Linked DNA regions of Mus musculus: region 1 is linked to region 2. Evidence: chromatin contacts called from public HiChIP or PLAC-seq data. All regions are on one chromosome and are shown on one strand. Each heading gives the region's core, a stretch centred on a gene start, on an enhancer-like site or on the middle of the called end of the contact. The rest is flanking DNA. Distances are from core to core; before and after follow the strand shown. Region 1 overlaps Gm40388 (a long non-coding RNA gene). Region 2 holds the start of 9130015A21Rik (RIKEN cDNA 9130015A21 gene).

Evidence for each region. HiChIP or PLAC-seq counts read pairs in DNA pulled down with a chosen protein or histone mark.
Region 1: a CTCF HiChIP or PLAC-seq map of the NIH/3T3 cell line shows a contact between it and region 2, with 15 read pairs. The contact joins the enhancer-like site here to the promoter of 9130015A21Rik in region 2. A contact is called at or near these places in 2 of 15 datasets of contacts at CTCF or cohesin (CD8 T cells and the NIH/3T3 cell line), 2 of 484 Hi-C or Micro-C datasets (macrophages and myeloid progenitors) and 2 of 115 datasets of contacts at active chromatin or transcription factors (CD8 T cells and embryonic fibroblasts).

What each region holds. Positions count from the first base shown.
Region 1 is chr12:35,728,646-35,735,916 of GRCm38.p6, forward strand. All of the region lies in intron 1 of Gm40388 (a long non-coding RNA gene), which reads right to left. Among named protein-coding and RNA genes, the nearest start is that of Gm40388, 14 kb to the right of the region's middle. Within about 2 kb of position 5,911, at least 45 of the 459 cell types and tissues checked have an H3K27ac peak or open chromatin away from gene starts, as enhancers often do. A contact at or near this core is called in the NIH/3T3 cell line and embryonic fibroblasts, where this site is marked.
Region 2 is chr12:35,693,053-35,700,052 of GRCm38.p6, forward strand. It overlaps 9130015A21Rik (RIKEN cDNA 9130015A21 gene), which reads right to left and starts at 2,066. Exons shown (of 5, transcript NR_045050.1): 1 at 1,901-2,066; 2 at 1,421-1,594.

The DNA of each region.
Region 1 (7,271 bases), core at 4,661-7,160, 39 kb after region 2:
ATGGGGAACAAAATACCCATGGAAGGATTTACAGAGACAAAGTTCAGAGCTGAGATGGAAGAAAGAACCATCCAGAGATTGCCCCACCTGGGAATCCATCCCATATACAACCACCAAACCCAGACACTATTACATATGCCAGAAAGATTTTGCTGACAGGACCCTGACATAGCTTTCCCTGATGAGGCTATGCCAGTGCCTGGAAAGTACAGAGGTGGATGCTCACTGCCATCTATTGGATGGAACACAGGGCCCCTAATGAAGTAGCTAGAGAAAGTACCCAAGGAGCTAAAGGGGTCTGCAACTCTATAGGAGAAACAACAATATGAACTAACCAGTACCCCCCAGAGCTGTGCCTCTAGTTGCATATGTAGCAGAGGATGGCCTAGTTGGCCATTAATGGGAGGAGAGGCCCTTGGTCTTACAAAGATCACATGCCCCAGTACAGGGGAATGCCAGAGCCAGGAAGCGGGAGTGGGTGGGTCAGGAAGCACAGCTGGGGTAGTGTATAGGGGGCTTTGAGGATAGCATTTGAAATGTAAATGAAGAAAATATCTAATAAAAATTATTATTCCCCCCAAAATACTGGAAATATTCCAAGGTAGTATTTATAAGCAGTGTAAGGATTTTGAAATATGCTAATATGTTTCTATGTGCTTTATAAGATACAATAAACTGAGAGGTATCTCAGTAATTAAGAACGCACAAAGCTTAATTTCCCCATAAACTACTCATTTTTCATTCTCTGCCCCAGAGAGTATTAAATTATGATCTTCTATTTAACTTGAAAAGATATTCTAGTGCTTTCTTGCCATAATGTGATCATAATTTTAGCAAATGTTAAGAGTTACACTATAGTAAAATTCTCACAATTATTGTGTTTTTAAACTCTACGTGGAGAATTGAAAGTAATAAATTCTGTCTTAGCTAGTTTTATGTCAACTTGACACAAACTAGAGTAATCCAAGAGGAGGAAACCTCAATTGAGAAAATATCTCCAAAAGATCAGGCTGTAGGAAAGCATGTAAGGTATTTTCTGTCTTTTTTGCCCCCCAATAGTTTAGTTTTTTATTCACTTCAAATCACAGCTTCCTCCCTACTCTCTTCCTAAGCCCACCTTTACAAATCCCCTCCCCTCTACTGCCCCTTCCCTTCTCCACAGAGAACAGGAGGCCCGCCCTGGGACATGTAATCCCAGCAAGATACACACAAGCTCTCCTACTGAGGTCCAGCCAGGCAGTCCAGGTAGGTCGAAGGCGATTCAATGGCCAGGAACACAGAACAATTCAACCTCCCCTCCACTTGTTTGGGGACCCAGTTGAATACCAAGCTTTCCATTTGCTACAAATGTGTAGGAGGTCTAGATCCAGTTCCTGCATGCTGCCTGGTTGGTGAGCCAGGCTCTATGAGGCTCCATGATCCTAGGAGAGTTGACTCTGCAGTCTTCTTGTGGTGTCCTTGACTACTCACGTTTGCTCACTTTTATCCCCCACTTTTCCACAACATTCCCAGAGTTCCACCTAATGCTTGTCTGCAGGTCTCTGCATCTGCCTCCATCTGCTGCTGGATGAAGCCACTCAGAAGACAGTTATGCTAGGTGCACACGTAGCAGAGTATCATCAGAGGTTAGCTCACTCACATAGGATGAGTCTCAAGTTTGAGCAGTCATTGGTTGGTTTTTCCTGCAGTCTCTGCTCTATCTTTATTCCTGTGCATCTTGGAGGAAGGGTGAATTTGGGTTATTGGTTTTGTGGGTTGTCCCTCTCCTTCCTCTAAAAGTCCTGCCTGTTTATAGGAAGTGGCCACTTCAGTCTCTACATGACCATCTGGTAGGAATCTCAGCTAGCATCACCTCCATAGACTCCCTGTATCCTCCTTTGTCCCAGGCCTCCAGATAGTCCCAAAGATGCCCATGGACAGTTTCCATTCTCACTCCCAGCCCTTTCCTGCCCTCTTCCCCACACCTGATCACCATCCCCATTCTCCTCCTCACCCCACTTCCTACCTAGTTCCCTCTCTCCATCCACCTCCGGTGACTATTTAATTTCACCTTCTGGGTGAGATTCAAGCATCCTCCTTTGGGACATCCTTATTACCCAGTTTCTTTGGATCTGTGGATTGTAGCATAGTTGTTCTGCACTTTATATCTAATGTTCACTTATAAGTGAGTACATACCATATGTCTTTCTGGCTTTAGGTTACCTCATTCATGATGATATTCTCATATTCCATCCACTTGCCTGCAAATTTCATGATGTTTTTGTTTTTAATAGCTGAATATTATTCTATTGTATAGGTGTACCATATTTTCTTTGTCCATTCTTCAGTTGAGGGTCATCTAGGTTGTTTCCCGTCTCCAGCCATTATGAATAAAGCTGCTATGAACATGGTTGAGCAAGTGCCCCTATGGTACAGTATGCCATCTTTTGGGTATATACGCAGGAGAGTCTTGAGGTAGAAATATTCCCAGTTTTGTGAGAAACCACCCAATTGACTTCTAAAGTGGTTGTACAAATTTTCACTGCCACCAGAACAAAGAAGTGTTCCCAAGGGCATTTTTTAAATTAGTGATTGATGAGGGAGGTCTTAGCCCATTGTGGGTGAACAGACCCTTGGTCTGGTGGGCCTGGGTTCTATTTAAAAAAAAAAAAGCCGGGTGAGCAAGCTAACCCTTGCTTATGAAGCAAATCAGTAAGGAACATCCTCCTGCAGCAGCTCCTGTCCCCAGGTTCCAGCCCTGTTTGAGTTCCTATCCTGACTTCCTTCAATAATGATCCGGAAGCATAAACCAAATAAATCCTTTCCTCTACCGATTTGCTTTGGTCACGGTGCTTCGGTCATGGTGCTTCATCACAGCAGTGGTGACCTTATTAACACAAATGATAAAGTGCAGTCAAACTTTAAAGTATCTACAAACATATTTATACCAATTTACCATATTCATTTAGTTGGGGAAAAACTAGACTGATATGTTAACCTAGCCAAGATAAATGGAAAGTGATTGAAATCAGATATAAACTTGGGAGCTAGCGTCTAGCTCAGTGCTGCAATATCTGCCTAGTAAGTGCAAACCTTGATTCCGTCCCCGGTGCTGTGTGAAAAGTTGTTTGATTTCAAAGCTTTCCCACTGACCACTACATCGTAATATCTGTTCCCTTTTTTCCCTAGTATTAATCATGTGCCATCAATCAATCTGAATCAAATCAAAAGGAATGTATACCTGAGAGGGTAGGGGAAGACTTACCATTCACAGCTGAGCAAAATTTCTAGGGCTAGAACCACAGCATGTTTGCCAGTCATGGCCACGGCACATTGTGTTGGGAAGTAAGACTGGGTTGTACATAAAACAAGATCATGAGTACCCGAAACACATAGTCGGGAGCTCGGGTGGAAAGGTGTTTTATTTGACTAAATCCAACTGAGGTCACAATATCCAAAGGGTGTGTTGTTGGGTGCCATTACCAGAGTGTCGTCAATGATAAAGAAAAAGTCAACCTCTTGGTTTTTCAGAGTAGTGACAGAACTCACTGGTCCCAGTAAAGCCACAGACTGCATAGATCTAAGGAACACTTGCACCTGTCTGTTCGCTAACCTCCTCCACACAGCCATATTAAAGGGCTGGCTGGATGCCTTTGACAGCTTTGAAGCTTAATGTTATTACATTGTCCTTAATCAACTATTCCAGTGAATGAATAGTCATTGTCTTCAATATTTATTGAAGTCTTCCCTTTGGATGTCCAAAGGTATCCTGCCTCACTCTCCTACAACATAGACAATTAGAAAGCTCATTGTATTCTCCCCTTGCTTATTATCCATAATTATACTTAGATTCCATAACATAGTTCCAGTGTTACATCTCTTTTAGAAAAGTTAAATAAAAGTCATGCTGTAACGACTATTGTTGGTTGTCAACTTAAGCACATCTGGAATTAACTAAAACCCAAATGGCTAAGTATACTTCTGAGGGATTTTTCTTGTTTAGATCATCTGAAATGGGAAGACCCACCCTTAGTGTAGATCTTTTGAGGTGAGAAAATCCACCATTAATTTGGGCCATGCCTTTCTAGCGGCAACCTATATATGAGACATGGAAGAAGTAAGCTTGCTGTCTTTGCTTGCTTGCTCTTGCTATCACTGGCAAGTCTATTCCTTCACTGGCAATAGAGCCTACTTTTTCAAGACTCTGGCTCATACTGAAGACCAGTTGTGCATCCAGCCTTGAGAATGGAACAACTACTGGGTTATTAGATCGTCCATTGGTAAACAGCCATTGTTTGAGCAGCTGGACCATAGCCTGTAAACCATGGTTATAAATCCCTGTGTGTGTGTGTGTGTGTGTGTGTGTGTGTGTGTGTGTGTGTGTGTGTAAATATGTGTATCTATAAATATGCATGATGCAATGTATATATAAAAGCAAGTACTCATATCCATAAAATAAAATACATGTGTGTGTGGAGAGAGACAGAAAGGGAGAGAGAGAGAACCCTGACTAATATTCATGTAAATTCAGTTAAATTAAGAAATATTTGTGTTGTGTTGTAAGAGAGGAAATGATTTAGCAAAGGATGATTTTGCATCCATGCAAGTTATTTTTTCTAGATCACCCACCAACTAATTTCAAGGTCTATTAGCTTATAAGGCAGATAAAACTATGTAGAAAACTTATAAGACATTGAAATAATCTAACACTAATAGTTTAAATTTGGTTCATGTATGACTTGTGCTAATGTTTACAGGTGCTGTGAGGAGAGCTCGCAGCTAAGAAGAGGTTCCTAATGGCTGGAGATTTGGCTTAGCTGTCAAACGCACTTGTTCTTCTAGAGGACACAGGCTGGATTCCTAACACCCACATGGGTAACTGACAGCATATCTAAGTGCAGTTCTAGGGGATCCAACACTCTGCTCTCTATCAGATATAGATTTGTGTGGGGGAACATCTAAAGCAGTGTGTCAGGTAGAGAATATAAAAATATTGGGATTGTTTTAACCTGAGCAGCTTTAAATTCCTCCCAGTTACCATGGGCAGTATACATCGCCATATTGGTCAGAATTGAGATGCAGAGAAAAATTTTGCTGTGACAGACTAGGCTGTTGGCTGTCACATGATGAAGTAAAAGTTTCACAGTGCTGAGAAAGGGAAGGGGATTAGTAAGAGAAAACTCAGAGCCTCTGACTCATGGGTTTTTCTACCACAGGAGGCCAAAGGATCTTGTTTCCATTCTTGTCCCATCTATTATCCCACCACCAGCAAAGGAACAGTAAGTAAGGTCTAATCTGCCCTTCCGTTCTACTGTAATTAATTCTTACACAGATGTGTATGGCAAAGGTGGCTGGGAATGGATGCTCAGGTGCCCAAATGCTTGCAAATTTACATCGCATAGTAGCTATTGACTCCATGGGCTCCTAGTTACATCCAGAAATAAATCATGTTGTATAGCAAATACAAAATGATTTTTAGTTTTCTTAAAAAAAAAAAAACTTGAAGCATCATTGCTAATTTCAGCTTCAATGTGTTCTAAAATTCTCAACATAAGTGTGAAAAAACAGTGGCACTACCAATATTTAAGTTAACAATTAAGGTATTTGATGCATGGCTGGAAAAGTTTGAAAAACAAAGAAAGGAAAAGAGTAAAGGATTGGAAGCCATGATAGAGGACAGAGAAGACCAGGGAGAGGATAGAAAAGATGGTCTTTCACAACACACTAATCTCTGATGTGTTAAAGTAGAAATTATATGAATACAGATTTTTAACTCCAGCTGATGGATTTTTTTTTATTTCTCACTATCTTATTAATACAGCATGGATGGAAGGGTTTTGACCTATTGAGACAACTACGCTCTATTCTGCCCTCACATCAACCAGAATCAGAACTGCCATGTCACAGTATACTCATTTTGGCTAAATCCTCTATGACTAATACAAGGCTCACTGCATTGGTATGAGTCTGGTTATTAAGCCATGGTCATGTTTGTATATTATAGGGAGAGAGAGACAATAATCTGTGCTTCAGTGGCTTATGTTTAAATGACAAAAATGTGTCATGGAAAATCTCCCCACCTCCTCAAAACTCACAGGGTAACTGAAGAGTCAAGGGATGAGAAAAGGAGTAGAGGAGAGTTAAAAGAAACCGGAATGGGGGCGAGGAACAGAGGGTAAGAGAGAAATGTATTAGTATATTGAAGGGTCCAAAAATAATATGAAAATCATAATTTAGGTTAAGGGGGTCATAAAGTTAAGATTCTTCAGCTAAACATATTAGTCAATGTTTAGATCATAATCATTTTTCCAAATGTCTTATGACCAAAAGCTGCAGGCAGAGAACTCTTCCATGCATCATTCAATACGATGCATTCAAACTCTCATTTACAGGATGGTGGGAGTTGGGGTAAAAACAAACAAACAAACAAACAAACAAACAAAAAAAGATTCCAGAAATAGGTCTGAATGCAATTTGCACAGTGCATGTGTTTGAACTTGAAAGGCGTCTGCTGTGAAGCTTTAGTTACACCCAGCACCTGGAGTCAGGCACACTGACCATAAGCAGCACGTGGTAGAGACCAGAGCTCTTTAGTGCTTTGTCATCAGGAGATATTCCAACAGCTTGTGCAAGCTTTGAGAAAGCAGCTACAGCTACAGCTACAGTGAACTTGCAGTTATCACATGCCCCTCTCCTTTCAATGATCAAAACAGATCCCCTACAATTATTGTCAGCACTTTGAAATATCTTAACTTCAATATTCAGGATATATGAAATTATTTTATTGCTATTCCTAGATCTGCTGAAAGCACACTCCTTTTAGGAAGTGCTATGTGTATGAATTTTTAATAAAGCTTTTTAAGGTCTTATAGACATTTGACTATGAGAAAAGACAATAATGTTTTCCAATTGTCTCTGCTTAATGAAAGAATCATAACTAACAGTTCCCCATAGTGAAATTTCAAGTTATCTAAAGGAACCTATTCATCTTCTGCCAGTAAGCTTGCAAGAAGCCACAATTTTATTCCACTCCCTTTTTATGTCTTAGGAAAATAGACCTCAACTATATGCTTAGGTGTAAATATTTAACTATAATTCAATGGTTTTCAAACATTAACCGAAAATCTAAGTCTTTCAGAAAGAAAGGTCCTGTAAAAATATAAATTAATATTATTGAAGCTGTTGTCTAAATCTATAGGTTTTTCTCTCAATGCTTGCTGATTTTTTCTATCAATACTTCTGATTGCCACATGTCTATATACAATATGCATAAATATAAGGATCTGCTTGTC
Region 2 (7,000 bases), core at 816-3,315:
AATTCACGAAAGACAAACTCAATCTCAGTGCAAATTCTGCCTCTTCGTTTTTTATCAAAATACTATTTTGTTACTTTACCTCATACTTTCATGACTTCATTCACTCACTCATATACCTACAGTCACAAACAATAATAAGAATACTTTTTGTCATGTTAATTACATAGTAAGTGTTCACCATAGCTACCAAATTTAATGAACAAATCAACATTTACTATTTTCTTTTTTTTATTAGGTATTTATTTCATTTACATTTCCAATGCTATCCCAAAAGTCCCCCACACTCTCCCCCACCCATTCCCCCACCCACCCACTCCCACTTCTTGGCCCTGGAGTTCCCCTGCACTGAGGCATATAAAGTTTGCACAACCAATGGGCCTCTCTTTCCACTGATGGCCGACAAGGCCAACTTCTGATACATATGCAGCTAGAGACATGAGCTCCGGAGGGTACTGGTTAGTTCATATTGTTGTTCCACCTATAGGGTTGCAGATCCCTTAAGCTTCTTGGTTACTTTCTCTAGCTCCTCCATTGGGGGCCCTGTGATCCATCCAACAGCTGACTGTGAGCATCCACTTCTGTGTTTGCTAGGCCCCGGCATAGTCTCACAAGAGACAGCTATATCTGGGTCCTTTCAGCAAAATCTTGCTAGTGTATGCAATTTTGTCAGCGTTTGGAAGCTGATTATGGGATGGATCCCCGGATATGGCAGTTTCTAGATGGTCCATCCTTTCATCTCAGCTCTAAACTTTGTCTCTGTAACTCCTTCAATGGGTGTTTTGTTCCCAATTCTAAGAAGGGGCACAGTATCCACACTTTGGTCTTTGTTCTTCTTGAGTTTCATGTAGTTTGCAAATTGTATCTTATATCTTGGGTATTCTAAGTTCCTGGGCTAATATCCACTTATCAGTGAGTACATATTGTGTGAGTTCTTTTGTGATTGGGTTACCTCACTCAGGATGATGCCCTCCAGGTCCATCCATTTGCCTAGGAATTTCATAAATTCATTCTTTTTAATAGCTGATTTTCAAGTTATTACAGCATCTATATGAAGAATTGGGAGTGTGTCCTTTATTCCCAAGTGCACATGCCCTATGTACCTCTGTTCACCATTACTTCCTGGATTCTATCTCATTGAACTAGTAGCCCGTTTCTCAGCTCAGAAGAGGAGGAAACATAGAAGTTAGATGCAGGGTAATGTATGTCTTGACAGGGCTACAGACGTATTGATTATTTTCTTCACAGAATAAGAAATTTTCTTGCTTTGTTTTACAGACCACAGTAAACTGTTGACAACCTCAGCTAACAGACTATTTATTCCTGACTCCAAAGCAGAAGTCACTGCTGGTTTCTTCCAGAAATGTGCTTTGTGGTAGGGTGACTCAGCGGGGAGAGAAGCCCTTTTGCCCTTTCTACCTACCTCCTTCCTTCTCCGGTGAGGAAGATGAATACAGCAGCAAGAACACAGGCCACAGTAGCCATGGAAGCCTCAGAGGAAACAGAGAGATAGAAGTCTGGCTCTCTGCAGGCATTGGAAAGCTTCCCTTCCAGTCCAGGACATCATAGGGCCACCATTCTATCTCTAAATTGTTCCCTAGAATATTTTAAAGGAAATAAACATTTTTCTGACATTATTGTGTAAGGATATTCTTTTTATTTTTCTTCCTACCACATTTATCTAGATCTATACTTGAAAAAATATATCGTTAAGAGGTTATAGCCAAATATACGAAACTCAGTCTAAACTATCATCTTAAAAAATGCCTTCATCTAAATATCATAAATTTATTGTAAACCTATTCCTCCTTTGCCATTATAATAGCCACTAAGAATTCACTAAAGAGAGTATGGTTTTAACTCACAGATGAGAGACCATGACTAAGAAGGACAAGCTACTCACCTGAAGGTTTCAGCTGGTAAGTCAGAGGGTGATCACGTAAACCTTGACTCTTGGCTGTTTTCAACAGTGTGTGCTGCCCGTTGCTGAACTGGGTGGTTTTCTGGAGTTTCCCATGAGGCTTCCAGTAATATCCATGACCTGCTTCTGGATTTTTCTCTTCCAGAGTGAAACATTTAAAGATTACTCATGTGTGAGAGATTACACTAACATTTCTGTGGCCACAAATGATTATTGTTTAATAGTTTCTTAAATTTTAAAATCTTTATACAGAGAAAATACAAACAGAATGATCTTCCAGCCAAAACAAAGAAACAAAACAAAACAAACAAACAAACAAACAAAAACAGTTGTTTTTCCTTTGCTAGTTATTGGATAGTAAACAATGTTGATCCAGCCAGTCCAACAAGGTGGATCAAATCATTCACATGGTAGTGTAGTGAGAATTTTGGTTTCTTAAAAAACGCAGTGTTGTTATGTGATTATATTTTTGTTTTTTTTATTTATTCAAATTAATTTAATGAACAATTTTTCTTAGAATGTTCCCCTTTGTATCATTACATAGAAAAACCACCTCCCTGAATAGGTGTGGGATATGGGACTGCTTTAGACTACCCACAGCTGCTGACTATGATTTGTATCGTACTCTAGGAAGGGTGTAATTTTTGCCAGGTATATTCAGAATTCTGGGGACTTTTGAGAGGATATAAATGTGAGAGCCCAGGAGGCCTGGTGGCAGCTGCTTCATCCCGGGGGCCGATGGGTCCTGGTGTTGCTTTCATTGCTTTTGTTATTACTGGATTGCTGGATTTCCAAGTTGCTAGATTGCTGGTTGGAGATATCCTAACCATGAAGATTGCACTTGCCCCTAGGATCTCAATGTCCATAATCAGCAGGAAGTAGTCTAAAGAGGCCTGTGCCTCTTTTCCCTCACATCTTCTTTCTTTCTTTTTTTTTTAAGATTTATTTATTTATTTATTTATTTATTTATTTATTTATTTATTTATTTAATGTAAGTACACTGTAGCCATCCTCAGATACTCCAGAAGAGGGCATCAGATTTCGTTACGGATGGTTGTGAGCCACCATGTGGTTGCTGGGATTTGAACTTGGGACCTTTGGAAGAGCATTCGGCACTCTTAACCACTGAGCCATCTCTCCAGCCCCCCACATCTTCTTTCTTGCCTGCCTAGTGTTGGGAGGTTGAAAGGGATTCAGATAAAGAAGGACGGCAGATATAAAAACCCAATAAAATAGCCCAGAAAGTATGGTTACATGGTAGATATGAGACTGGAAAGACAGAGTAGGGTTCTACCAATTCCACCAATATCAAGAACCATAACCAAGGGGTGACATACCACTGGCCCTTTGCAGTTACTAAAAAAACCAAGCTGCTATTCAATTAATTCAGTATAATTACTGTAACCCATTAATATAATATATATATACCTGAATCACTTAACTAAGTTGCATTAATATTATAAAATCTATTTGTTAAGCAATAGTTTCTCTTTACATAAAGGAAAATGGAAAATTTGCCAGAAAATAAGATGCAGCATATATATATATATATATATATATATATATGTATATATATATCATATATATATATATATATATCAGATCTTTCCTGATGCTGTGGTAACAGGTTCAATACTTCACAGACCAATATATTTAGATGACTAAATGAAGGAATGGCATTATGGCTGGTGCAACATGGGCTTTGAGCAAGAACATCTCCTTAGACTTTAGTGGTCTCACACAATTTTAAATTAACTTCCCTAATGTTCAGGAGATATTTGAGTATCTTAAACCCTAATTTAATCTTATGACTACATGAGTTTTTAGCTAAGATCATTTATTTTCTCTGGATGATAATAAGCAGAGGTGATCACACCAAGAATGATTTTTATAGCCAAGAGGACACATTCATTTCTAAATCCAGTAGAGATCTTTTAAATATGTAAATTTTTAGAATGTGTGTGTTGTGAGACTCATCCCTGTTGAGACACAGTAGCCTTGCAAAGGGAGGGAATGTATACTCTATCCATCATTACTGAGAACCAAATGACTTCTTGGACATGGCTCCTCAGTCCTTTCCTTGCGCCCGTGTTTGGCATGAGTTCAGAAGAACTCTGGATGTGATCTGAAAACTTCCTGGCAGTTTTAAGGTTCAGCTTCTCTCACCTGGAGTCTCTCGTCTATACCTGTAACTTAGTTAAAATCAAATGTTTCAGGCTGCCCTGGGTTCTGTCTTATGCTGATTTCCTAATTCGTTGTGTGGTTTGGCTATTGTTTTATTTGGTTTCTCCATGAACCATGAAATAATCTACAATGGAAAAAATGAAGTTCTTGTTTGCATATATATTTTCACAACAGATGTACTTAGGTGATGTTTGCTTTGTGGGTTTCAAGATATAAGACCACCTCTTATGCTCTGAAAAAAGAATCAAAGCTAGGCATCACTTATTTTAACCTTAACCTTAGTCCCAATATTCAAACTTTGAATGTCTTATTTTTCATAATTCCAATCTTCTCAAAAATTGTTGGTTTCGAGTTAAGTATATATTCCATTTTACTAATTAATTTGCTTGAAATGGAAATTTTTAAACTAAAATTTTGGTTGAAAAATATTTATCAACAACATTTCACCCTGAGCTGGTGTTGTAGGAACTACATTTCTTCAGCCGCTTGGAATTAATTGCAGAGAAAATTTAATTTTAAAAGATATCAACATTAAAGTTATCTGTTTGTTATCTCAAAAGAGAAGCCCAGAAAGTGGGGTATTTCCATTTCCAGATCTGGTCCAGGACAAGGCGGGCTTGTTAATAAGATAGCTAGCGGTGATTTCCAGGTTTTCCTTTGCCACGTTTCAAGGTTGGACTTTGCCCTCAGCACAACTGGCACATCAAACACCAGTCCCAAGAATATCCTTTCCTTAAGTGTTCTTCTTTAAAGCAAATCTTCTCCCAGAGATCCCAGCAGGCTTCTTACCACACATTGTTACTAAGTGAAGCATGGAGAAGCTGGAAGAATTATCTTGTTTTATGTGAAGGAATCAAGGGCTACACCTTATACCCCGAGCGTCCAAGAAAGCCCACGCTCCCTGAAGACAGCGGCCACCTCTAACTCGAAACTGTCAGTTATCAAGAAATGTTTCACATGTCGATCCTTGGTGACTAACATTTCCAGATATGGAAAGATTTACCCTACTCCCATGATTTATGACCTCACTTCTCTGTCTCTAATTTTTTTTTTCTCTACTAAGTACAGAAGGATTCCAATGGCAACGCCCATCTGCAATTGGCTGGATTTATAGTTAGAACTTCTCTGGAAGAAGACTGGTACAATGTGCTGTACTTATGATTTGAAAATATCGAACCTAGGAAAATATTTTCAGACCACAAAATAGTCTCAAAGGTTAGTATCTAGAATATACAGAGAATTCTCAGACTCAATAAAAACTGAAAATAATTCAATCTTAAAGTTGTCAAAACATACATTAATTATATTTTTTAACCTTTGGCCCTTAACAATTCATACCTCGGTGTTCATGAATGAAATGTTTGTAATTTTCGTTAAAACAATTCCATCCCATGGGACCTCTAGACAAAATAAGAATTTAAAAAAACTGTTAGCAGTTGAGATCTGACAATAGATGTGTGGTTTTCAGAGTTTGTTCTATCTTGTGTATATTTGAAGATTTTTTTTTTATGTTGGAAAACATCTTTTTTAATTTATGGATAAAAATGATGTATCTTGATAAACAAAGTAAAAAGCCAGAAATGATGGCAGCCTGATGACTCAGCCATTGAAAGTGCTCATCATACAAGCCTGATGACCCGAATTCAGTCCCTGGAACTCACAACACTGCAAGAGAACAGACCACAAAAACAATGGTCCTTCAAAATTACCTGGGAATGAGGCAGATACTCATCAGAGCATACACATGCACACACCTATACACACATGCATGCAAGACACACACATGCATGGGCATCTCTCTCATACAGAAGAATAATCCTTAGATAGAAATACATTTTTAAAGAGTCACAGCTGAGAACTAGAGGTTACTCAGAGGTTAAGTGTACTTGCCAGTCTTACAGAGGATCCCAGTTTTGGTTCCCAGCACTCACATTGGGCACTGCTCCCTACAACTTCAGTTCCAGAAGTGACCCAATGCCTCTGGCCTATGCACATACCCCCTGTGGTAGTCTGAATAAATATGGCCCCCCACAGAGAGTAGCACTATGAAGAGGCATGGCCTTATTGGAATAGGTGTGGCCTTGTTGGAGAAAGTGTGTCACTTGGGGTGGGCTTTGATGTTTTAGAAGCTCAAGCGAGTCCTAGTGGCTCATTCTTCCTGCTGCCTGTGGGTCCAGATACAGAACTCGCCACTCCTTCTCCAGCACCATATCTGCCTTTGTGCCTCCACACTTCCTGGAATGATGATAATGGAGTAATCCTCTGAACTATAAGCCAGCTGAAATGAAATGTTTCCTTTATAAGACTTGCTGTGTCATGGTGTCTCTACCCAGCAATGGAAACCCTGACTAAGATACCTGCTCCCCCCACACACAACACACACATAACGAAAAATAAGATAGGTTTTAACTCACAAATGAATATTTAATACACATGTATCTGACAAATAAGGACATGGAGAAATGATAGATATTTCTAGGAAAGTGAACATTAAAACTAAAAAATAAAATGTTAGAAATTATGTATCAAAAAAGAATAAAGAAAAACAGCAGCAACACTATGTACTGGTGACAATGTGAGGAAACAGGACACCTCTGAGACTTTGGTTGGGAATGGATGACTGCAAAAGCGATTTGGGAAAGAGCTTCATGGTTTATAAAACAAAGCACATGAAGTACTCCATGAAATAGCAACTGTCTGTCTGGGCAATACAGATTTATGTTCATGCAAAACATGTACACAGATGCTTATAGCAGCATTGTTTGTAATAACACAAAACTGGACATAACCCAGATGCCTTTCAGCGCATGAAAGATTAAACAAACTGAGCAGAATCATAGTCAGCAACAACAAGGAATTACTGACTAACACACATAACAATTTGGTTAAGTCTTTAGA